2 separate regions of the Mus musculus genome follow, and region 2 is linked to region 1. The links are chromatin contacts, called in public HiChIP or PLAC-seq maps. All regions are on one chromosome and are shown on one strand. Each heading gives the region's core, a stretch centred on a gene start, on an enhancer-like site or on the middle of the called end of the contact. The rest is flanking DNA. Distances are from core to core; before and after follow the strand shown.

Evidence for each region. HiChIP or PLAC-seq counts read pairs in DNA pulled down with a chosen protein or histone mark.
Region 2: an H3K4me3 HiChIP or PLAC-seq map of bone marrow-derived macrophages shows a contact between it and region 1, with 4 times the contacts expected there. The contact joins the enhancer-like site here to the promoter of Ccdc30 in region 1. A contact is called at or near these places in 2 of 39 promoter capture datasets (the 3T3-L1 cell line and pre-B cells) and 4 of 115 datasets of contacts at active chromatin or transcription factors (bone marrow-derived macrophages, embryonic forebrain, large pre-B cells and 1 more).

The regions. Positions count from the first base shown.
Region 1 is chr4:119,413,315-119,417,837 of GRCm38.p6, forward strand. Ccdc30 (coiled-coil domain containing 30) reads right to left here and starts at 2,207. Exons shown (of 15, transcript NM_029286.2): 1 at 1,822-2,207.
Region 2 is chr4:120,052,057-120,056,579 of GRCm38.p6, forward strand. All of the region lies in intron 2 of Hivep3 (human immunodeficiency virus type I enhancer binding protein 3), which reads left to right. Among named protein-coding and RNA genes, the nearest start is that of Gm36215, 20 kb to the right of the region's middle. Within about 2 kb of position 2,280, at least 63 of the 459 cell types and tissues checked have an H3K27ac peak or open chromatin away from gene starts, as enhancers often do. A contact at or near this core is called in bone marrow-derived macrophages, where this site is marked.

The DNA.
Region 1 (4,523 bases), core at 957-3,456:
ATCAAGAGGGGAGGTCCCCTTGTGGGTGGTGCCATCCCTGGGCTGGTAGTCTTGGTTCTATAAGAGAGCAGGCTGAGCTGGGCATGGTGGCACACGCCTTTAATTCCAGCACTTGGGAGGCAGAGGCAGGTGGATTTCTGAGTTCAAGGCCAGCCTGGTCTACAGAGTGAGTTCCAGGACAGCCAGGCGATACAGAAAAACCCTGTCTCGAAAACAAACAAACAAACAAACAAACAAAAAAGAAACATCCCTTTATGGCCTCTGCATTAGCTCCTGCTTCCTGACCTGCTTGAGTTCCAGTCCTGACTTCCTTCAGTTAATGAACAGCAATGTGGAAGTATAAGCTAAATAAACCCTTTCCTCCCCAACTTGCTTCTTGGTCATGATGTTTTGTCCAGGAATAAAAACCCTGACTAAGACAGCTCTTAAGTCATTCAACCAATGCTTTCATTATGCTGTTGGCAATTAATTTCTTGACTCTGCACACCCAGGTTCCTCTGCCTGGGATGGTGTTAGAGCATTTCAGAACAAAATTTTCTCCCCGGTGAACTCAGACTTGGTGGTTGGGAAATTCTAAAAATCTAATACAACAGAATAAAACATGCTGTTTGAGTTATAAATTCTCTGATATTTAAAGTGTACCTAAGACTGCCCCATTTAACAGAGCCTGCTCTCTGAAATAGATACTGAAGAAATGGTCATTTAGCCTCTTAACAAGGGTAAACATGGTTTTAAGCCGCCTAAGCTCCTCACATCTAACGGGTGAGGTGGTAAGCTGGAGTGCCGACGTAATAATGAATGGTAGGTGGAAAGAGGACTAACAGCATTTCTGCCCTCTAACTTCAACGGGGGGGGGGGGTCGTTTTCTGGCTCTGAGGAAGGGACTTGCTTTGGGTCACATGGTCTATAAGTGACATGCTAAGGAACAAACAAATATGAGGTCACAAAACTGGAACAGCCCCCATGTGACTTTTCACCCTAAGTACCCTTCCTGCTATAGAAATATAATCCAAACACGTATAACCTTAAACCCAAGAATATGATTCACAGGTTGTTCCAATTCCTAAATAAAATATACTTTTTTTTTCTTTTTTAAAAAAGGCCACTGGGCTTTCTCCTTTTCCAAAAATATGATAAGTTGCTCTTGATTGATTCCCTTCACCAAAAGTGTTTTCTAATTTAGAAACTGAAAGGAAAAAAAAAAGAGGGGGGGGGGCACGGGAACAGTTTCAAGTATCTCCAGTCTGGCAAATCGCACAATCCCCGGGTGTTTGATGTACTTTGGCCTAAAAGTCAAAATTCTGCTATGCGGTCATTTTTGAACGCCATTTTTACAAGTACGAACATATTGCTTAAATTTGTGTCTAACATAGTACCTAACAAGGAACGGAACTTAAACTTTCACATATGGCATATGTGTATACCGCTGTCAAGAAGTTCAAAACTGATTCTTTTCTTTTAATTCTTTTCTATTTTCGAAATACAATAGGTTTGCAACCGTCTCATGTATGCATTTGCATCATTTACTTCACCCATCTCAAGTTCACCCAAGACAGAGAATTTGCAACAGTGCAGAGAAATGGAAACTCTTTACGGGGACTGCTGGGCTGGAGGATGAGAAATGTGCAGCCATGCAAAGCCTTCCTGTAGGGAAGCAGAAGGAGGTGGTCTACAGGTGACAGAATGGTGAAGACATTACAATGCACAGCGTGGACGGGGAAGGGTGAGATGGTTGTGGGGTAAACAGGATAAAGGAGCCGGGTGCTCGGATGGTGAGAGAAGTGGATGGAGTTGAAGGCTGAAAGGCAGAAGGCAACTGACTTGATGATCTCGGATGCTGGTATCCCCAAAGGCCTGCAGAGCTTCATCCGGATGCAAGGTTGCGTGTGACGAAGCTAGTCCCACAGTCCTTTCGCTCGGGCCGCGCGCAGGGCACAACGGTGTCTCTGGGGCCTTTGTGGCTGGGACCTTCGGGGACGGTCAAGAGCACACTTCTCCTGAGCCAACCGTTACCGGGCCGAGCACGCCGAAGCCGGCCAGCACCGCGCGAAGGAGCTCACCGGCGATCCGAAGAGATCTGGAATGTGCACCACGGGAAGAGCAGGTCCGTCCCCGGGCTGAGGTGGGATTTTCCTGCCAGCGCGCAGAAGGAGCAGGGGACTCTCAGCTCCAGCCGCCCAGCCGCTGTCATGGCAACCCCACTCAGCGGGGGACGCGCAGGCGCGACCCGGCGGGAGCCATGGAGACCATGCACGCTTTGGGTGGCCCGGGCCGTTCTTCCTGTGAAGACTGTTGTTACAGCGCACACCATTGGCCTCCAGGAACTACAGACTACCCCATTGGCTCCGGAGACCGCAGTAACCATAACAACAGTGTACAGCGTCTATATAATTCTCAGACTGCGAGTAAACATAGGGTTCTAATTCTCGAATTGTTTCCCTCCAAGTTCAACCTATCTCCTTATATTTGTTTTTCTGTAAGTGACTTCAAAACTTGGATGTGAGAGTCCACGCACATGAGAGTGAGGTAGAATTGAGTTTGGAACCAGCTAGTGTTATACAGTAGATTCCAGTCGGTGCCGCCTAGGCTATAGAATGGAACCTTGCCTTTAAAAAAGAAAAAGAAAAGAGAGGACAGAGAGAGAGAGAGAGAGAGAGAGAGAGAGAGAGAAGAAGAAGAAGAAGAAGGAGAAGGAGAAGGAGAAGGAGAAGGAGGAGAAGAGAAGGAGAAGGAGAAGGAAGGAGAAGGAGAAGGAAGGAGAAGGAGAAGGAGAAGAAGAAAGAGGAGGAGGGGGGGGGGAGGAGGAGGAGGAGGAGGAGGAGGAGGAGGAGAATAGAAAAGAGAAAAGAAAAAAGGCAAGATACTGTGCATATCAGGTCTCAATTTAGGGCCAGAATTTGTCATCACACCTGGAGTACCTAAGGTAAATTTCCACACTTCTGGACTTTTGTGACATGAATTACCACCTCTCTTGGAGCACACAGTTGACATGAACTTTAGGTCTAGTTGGCAAAACTTCCAGAAAACAACAGGCTTCGCCATTGGTACAGTGCTGTAAAAGATGACTTTCCTCTCTACAGCCACAGCCTTGGGTGCTGACTCATCTGCTAGAACTAGGTGACCTTTATGATAATATTCATGAGAGCCCACTTAAGATCATTTAAATCAAGCTTGACCAGAATTACCACGAAGGCTAGAACCCTTAAGAAAGCCTAACTAAGCTAATTGACAATTCTGTTTGGCTTCTTATAGAATGCAAGATAAATATTTTTTTTAAAAAAAGATTTATGTGCATGTAGGTTTACATTGATAAGTTAATGTACATCACAGCTAGAGCCCAAGGAAGCCAAAAGAGGATACCAGATCTCCTGGAACTAGATACAGTCCTTGGGAGCCTCGTGGGTGCTGGGAATGAGTCTTGGTTCAGTAGCCATGTCTTCTTCCAGCCCCAAAGTACTTTAGTGATACAGTTTAGCACAGGCTCAACTTAAATCTTCAGATGTTCTTTTTTCGAGACTCCAGGTGCGTTGTCAAAGCTGGATTTCTGGAGGCTTCTGCTTTTCTGGTATCTAAAACGCCACCTACATTTCTTGATCTTATTCTAGCTGCCAGCCCTTCCTTCTGGATCATGTGGGGGACCATCACCTCAACAGTGTCCCCTATTTTCTGTTTTCTTCCTTGGCCTTGAAAGTGTTTCCCCTCTCTGATCTAAAATGCTCACCTCCATTTCCACCCACTCCCACTGATCAGTTTCATTATCACCTCCTTAGGTAAGGCTCCTTGGTCCTCCGAGCTGGAGCAAATAAACGCCTCGTTTCCCTTTGCAAGTATTTCCTCCTGCTAACACACAAACACACACACACCTGGAACTCCTACCTGGGTGTTTTGAAGCTCTCAGAACAGACCATAAACCGAAGGGAGAAGTCTCTGGTGAGTCCATAAGACAAGTTAGAGATTGTTTGGGGCTTTAATAAAACGATCTTAAGTGGGCTCTCATGAATATTATCATCAAAATCACCTAGTTCTAGCAGATGAGTCAGCACCCAAGGCTGTGCCTGTAGAGAGGAAAGTCATCTTTTACAGCACTGTTCCAGTGGCGAAGCCTGTTGTTTTCTGGAAGTTTTGCCAACTAGACCTAAAGTTCATGACAACTGTGTGCTCCAAGAGATGGTTTCACTCCTGGCTGCAGCAATAAACCGTCTTGTGCTGGAGGCCACAATTCCAAACTTCATTGTTTCTACTTATCTTGCTTGCCACTTCTGTTTATGTCATAACTGAAACTCTGTACTGTCAGGGTACCTTTCCAACTCCATGGCCAGTTGTACTGTAAGCCAGGTTTTGACCCAAGGCCTGCACATGCTAGCCAAGTGCTCAACTACTGAATTTCACCATTAGTCCCTAACTGAAATTTATGTAGAACACTGACTTCTACATAATAACAGCACCCCCCCACCACCACCACAGACACACACACACACACACAACTGTATTTAGGACTACCCTACGTCTCACTTACTGGAGAT
Region 2 (4,523 bases), core at 1,030-3,529, 640 kb after region 1:
ACAAGAGCCTGGGAGTTCTGGAGCTGAGTGGAAGAGGTATTCGTGAGCTGGGCTGGCCTGGGCTGCTTGAGGCAGAGTGAGGAGGACGGCCCAGATGAGAGCCAGGAAGACTGGCACCCAGGACATCCTGGCATGCATGTAAGAAACATCCAAGTGTTCGGAGGAATGTGTCATTTAAGGGCCACCAGAGGGTTTTCGTCAGGGAATGGCATGGTGAAGAGACAGTCTGTGTGCCCATGCAAAGGATGAGCTGGGAGGTGGAGGAGTTCAAATATTGCTGTGTGTTGGTTTCAGTGCAGGGCAAGTGTGGGGGTTTGAGCCAGGCTGCCTTCAAGTGCTTCTGCTCTTATTTATGGACTCTCACTAAGGCTCTGGGCCAGGTACCACGCTAAGTGTTCTTTGTGAATGAGGTAATAGATGGCTTTCCCAGACTCATCTGGGCAGGCACTGACTCTCCTCCCTCCCTACAAATGAGCTATCACAGGCCCAGAGATGTTAAAAGAACACTCTGCCTTGATGATCTGGCTCCAAAGTAGAAGAGGGTGGATTCAAACTAGAGCCATGTTTTATCTACTTCTAAATGAAGAGCAGCCAGTCAGGGCCAGGAATGGTCAGGAGGGTTGCCCCAGGATGGCACATCCTGTAGCTAGGACAAAGGCTTCCTTGCCCCCTATCAAGTGTGACAGACCCCACAGAGCTGAGGGGCTTCACTGAAACCAGAACTGGCATATAGATGGTGTCTTGGTTACAGTTTCTATGGCTCTGGTGAAACACCATGACCAAAGGCAAGGGCAGGAAAAAAGTGTTGGCTTACATATCACTCACTGTTCATCACTGAAGGAAGTCAGGACAGGAACCCAAAGAGGGCAGAAACGTGGAGGCAGAAACTGATACAGAGGCCACTGAGGGGTGCTGCTTACTGGCTTGCTCCACATGGCTTGCTCAGCCTGTTTTCTTATAGAACCCAGGACCACTGGCCCAGGGATGGCACCATTTACAATGGGCTAGACCCTTCTCAGTTGATCATTAATTAAGAAAATGCCTTACAGCTGGATCTTATGAAGGCACTTTCTCAATTTAAGTTCCCTCCTTTCTGATGACTCTAGCTTGGGTCACATTGACAGAAAACTAGGCAACAGAGTTGGGGACTATGCAAATCACTGAGGTAGTGGAAACACTCTATGGAAAAAGTGTCCCTTTCAGAGCCTCCAGGCCAGAAAAGGGAAGGGCCACTGCAGCCCAGTGACTCTGCTCTGTAGCACACATGGCCTTACCTATTTGTGAGACCCTGAGCTGGTTAGGTGGGGAGGGGGGATCAGAGCTAAAAATGGGGGCAGCCTGGTCCCTAGGCCAGAGGCTGGGGAGGATCCCTGGGGAGCCTGGCCACCACTAGGCTTCCCCTGTGAGCTGAAGAGGCTATTGTGGTTGAAGAGAGTCATCCTTCCTCCAAAATCATGGCCATACTTTGCAATCTCAGCAGGTATTGACCAAGTGCTGAAGGTCTCAGTCCCTGCAGCTTCCCACAGTCATCCTGTGTGCACATTCTGTGTGTGTGTGTGTGTGTGTGTGTATGTGTGTGTGTGCACGCGCGCACTTTGTTTCTGTGTCCCTTCTCCCTATGAATAGATCACAGTGATTTTGTTGCGGGATTTCTAGCTTATTCTATTGCAAGACAAACTCTGTAGATAGGCATAAAGCTTGAAAGTCAGAAATAACCAAAAGAGGAAGAGGGACAGGCCTCAATTTCCGGAGAATTGACGCTGTGCTATTTAAATCCGACGCCGGTCCGGATAAGCCCTGTTGCTTCCATTTTCCAGGTGAGCATACTGAGCCACTGAGGTGTGAAATGATGTATCTGAGGCCACACAGTGACAGTGACCTGAGAGCAACTAATTCTTTAGTGCCAGAGCCTTGGGCTAGCCTTCTGCCATGGAAGGCTGCTCGAAGCTCACAGCTCTGGGCCTCAGTTTCTTCAGCTGACAGATGTGAATAGAGCTGTTCTGTAGCATCATTATAAGGACAGCATTAACAGACACTCGGCGCCTGTGGGTTTGGTCCTACCCCTGCTTTCTGCCTCTGCAGACAGGAGATGTTGCGGCTCCGTGGAGGAATAAGCTGCCTGGTAGTTTTCTTGCCCAGATTCCCAGTTAGCTGTTTGATGTCATGGGGCAAGCCGTGTCCCCTTCACCTTTGCATCTCTGAACTCCAGCCAGGGCAGCAGTGTTTTGTGGAAGCCATTCAGCTGGATCAGCTTACTTCCCTTTTGGGTGTCCCAGGGGCCTCGGGGAGGGGAAGTGTCCCCTCTGCTCTCCCGTGAATGCACGCAGCGCAGGCCTGTTGACCTTCCCATGAGAGGACTGCCTGTAGCCGGCTGGCATGCAGGGAACAGCTCTTTGGGTCTTGGCCCCCAGGGTCACTCCTGCTGCTCAGCCTGCTCCATCATTCCTTAAGGTTTTAGGGTGGCTGTACCCCACCAAGTGCGATTGAGGCCCACCTACCCTTTCCCCTCACAGGGTCTGGAGACCATAAGCCTGTTCTGTCAAAGTGTGGAGCCTGAGGTCTTGTTCCCTCCCTGCCGCTCACTACTACATGGTGGGATCCATTCACTCGGACGTTCATTGCACGTTCCTCTTTTTCTGTCCTCAGTACCTATCAAAGGGCGTCTCCCTCCTCTCTGCCCACCCTCTCCTTGATTGGGTGTTTTCCCCAGCATTTTATGGCACATCAATCCATATCAGAGGCTGAGGCCCATGGCCTGTCTGGTCATTCTCTCGGGAGAAGGAGGCCACCTCAGCGTTCCGTGGGTCTACTGACATTTAAGTGGGAAGCTTTTGTCTAGAGAACTCAGGTAGGGCCTGGGAAGCCTCCCACATCTCTCTGAGTGGCCAGACGCACATAACAGCAATGTCAGGCTGTGGTGTGGCCTGCGGGAGCAGGTGAGTTGCCAGGGTAGGGAAGGGACACATGCAAGGGAACTGAGGAAGGTGGGTCATGGTCCTGCACATCCATTCTGAAACTGGAGCAGCTGCAATCATCCATACCAGGCTCCTAGAGGATCAGGTATCTGCCATTCCCACGTAAAGAGGAATCATGGAACCCTTACCCTGGCATCCAGACGCTCCATCCATCCTGTGATACCATGTCCCTGCTCATGACCAATCCCCAGCGACACATGTGCTACATTACACACAAGTCGGGGCTTCATAGGGTGGAGCAGGACCCTCAGCTTTTGAGAGCCTCAGCATGCTTGGGGGAGGCTTCCCAGTCTTGTCATTTCCGGAGAGCCACCCGTGCTCATGTAGGTGCCACAGCATGCTCATTGGCTCGCTGGCCTTGGGTAGAGTCCTTTGGTCTGTTGGTGCATGTCTCCTATCGCCAATGAAAAGACATACAATGGGAGGGCTCCTCTCTTTGACTCTTGAAGAGGGTACAGCTCAGAGAGGCTAAGCAATTCAGCTGAGGCCACACAGCTATAAATGGCTGAAAACAGGAATGAACCCAGGCCATCCTGCTGCCATCAGTGCAGATTCTAGGCTATCCCTCTCTACTCTCATATCCTGTGGTAAATAAATTATACATTATTCCCCTTACTTCTCCCGGGCGCCTGTAGCCTGGCATAATTTGGCTACTGATCTTATCTGTGTGTTCATGTATCTTGACCCACATGTATCTGTGAGTCAATAAGATTTCCACATCTTGGGCCAGAGAGATGGCTCAGCGGTTAAGAACACTGACTGCTCTTCCAGAGGTCCTGAGTTGAAATCCCAGCAACCACATGGTGGCTCACAACCATCTGTAATGGGATCTGATGCCCTCTTCTGGTGTGTCTGAAGACGGCTACAGTGTATTTACATATAATAAATAAATAAATAATTTAAAAAAAGATTTCCACATCTTATTGACCCACAGACCACAGTGGTGGAAATCAAAAGGAAATCAGAAAGATCCATTTCCCAGTTCCCTGACCCTTGCATATCAAATTCAGCTTTCCCATCTGCTGTCGCTGTCTGAACATGTCCTCTTCAAAGGGTGGTCAGGGACTCAGCATGAGCCTTCATCTTCCCTGAGAGTGAGGTGTGAGGCCCCAAGCAGAGCCCAAGCTGTCTGACCTCATTCATAGCCCCCAGAAACCTTGTGCCGTGGTCCACAGAGGCTGTTCTGTCCGAGCTTTCAGCCACAGGGATGTCAGCCCTAATGTCCAGCAGAATTAGTCTGCACTGTGGTCTCTGACTCCAAAGGACAGCCTCTGGTGGCATTTCATGGAGTCCACAGAGGAACTGGTCCAGATCCTTCTTGCACTGGCTGTGTGCAGCTTTGCAGACAGACCCTTGTTCCCACAACAACCTCTTCCCTAATCATTCACTGTTCTCTTCAGAGAGGACACATAGCTTATTTCCAGTTTTTTTTTTTTTATTTGTGGTGAAATACACCCAAGATTGAATTTACTGTCTTAACCATTTTAAGAGTGCAATCCATGGATGTTAAATCCAATCTGGTGGCTACACATCTGCCACCACCACCTG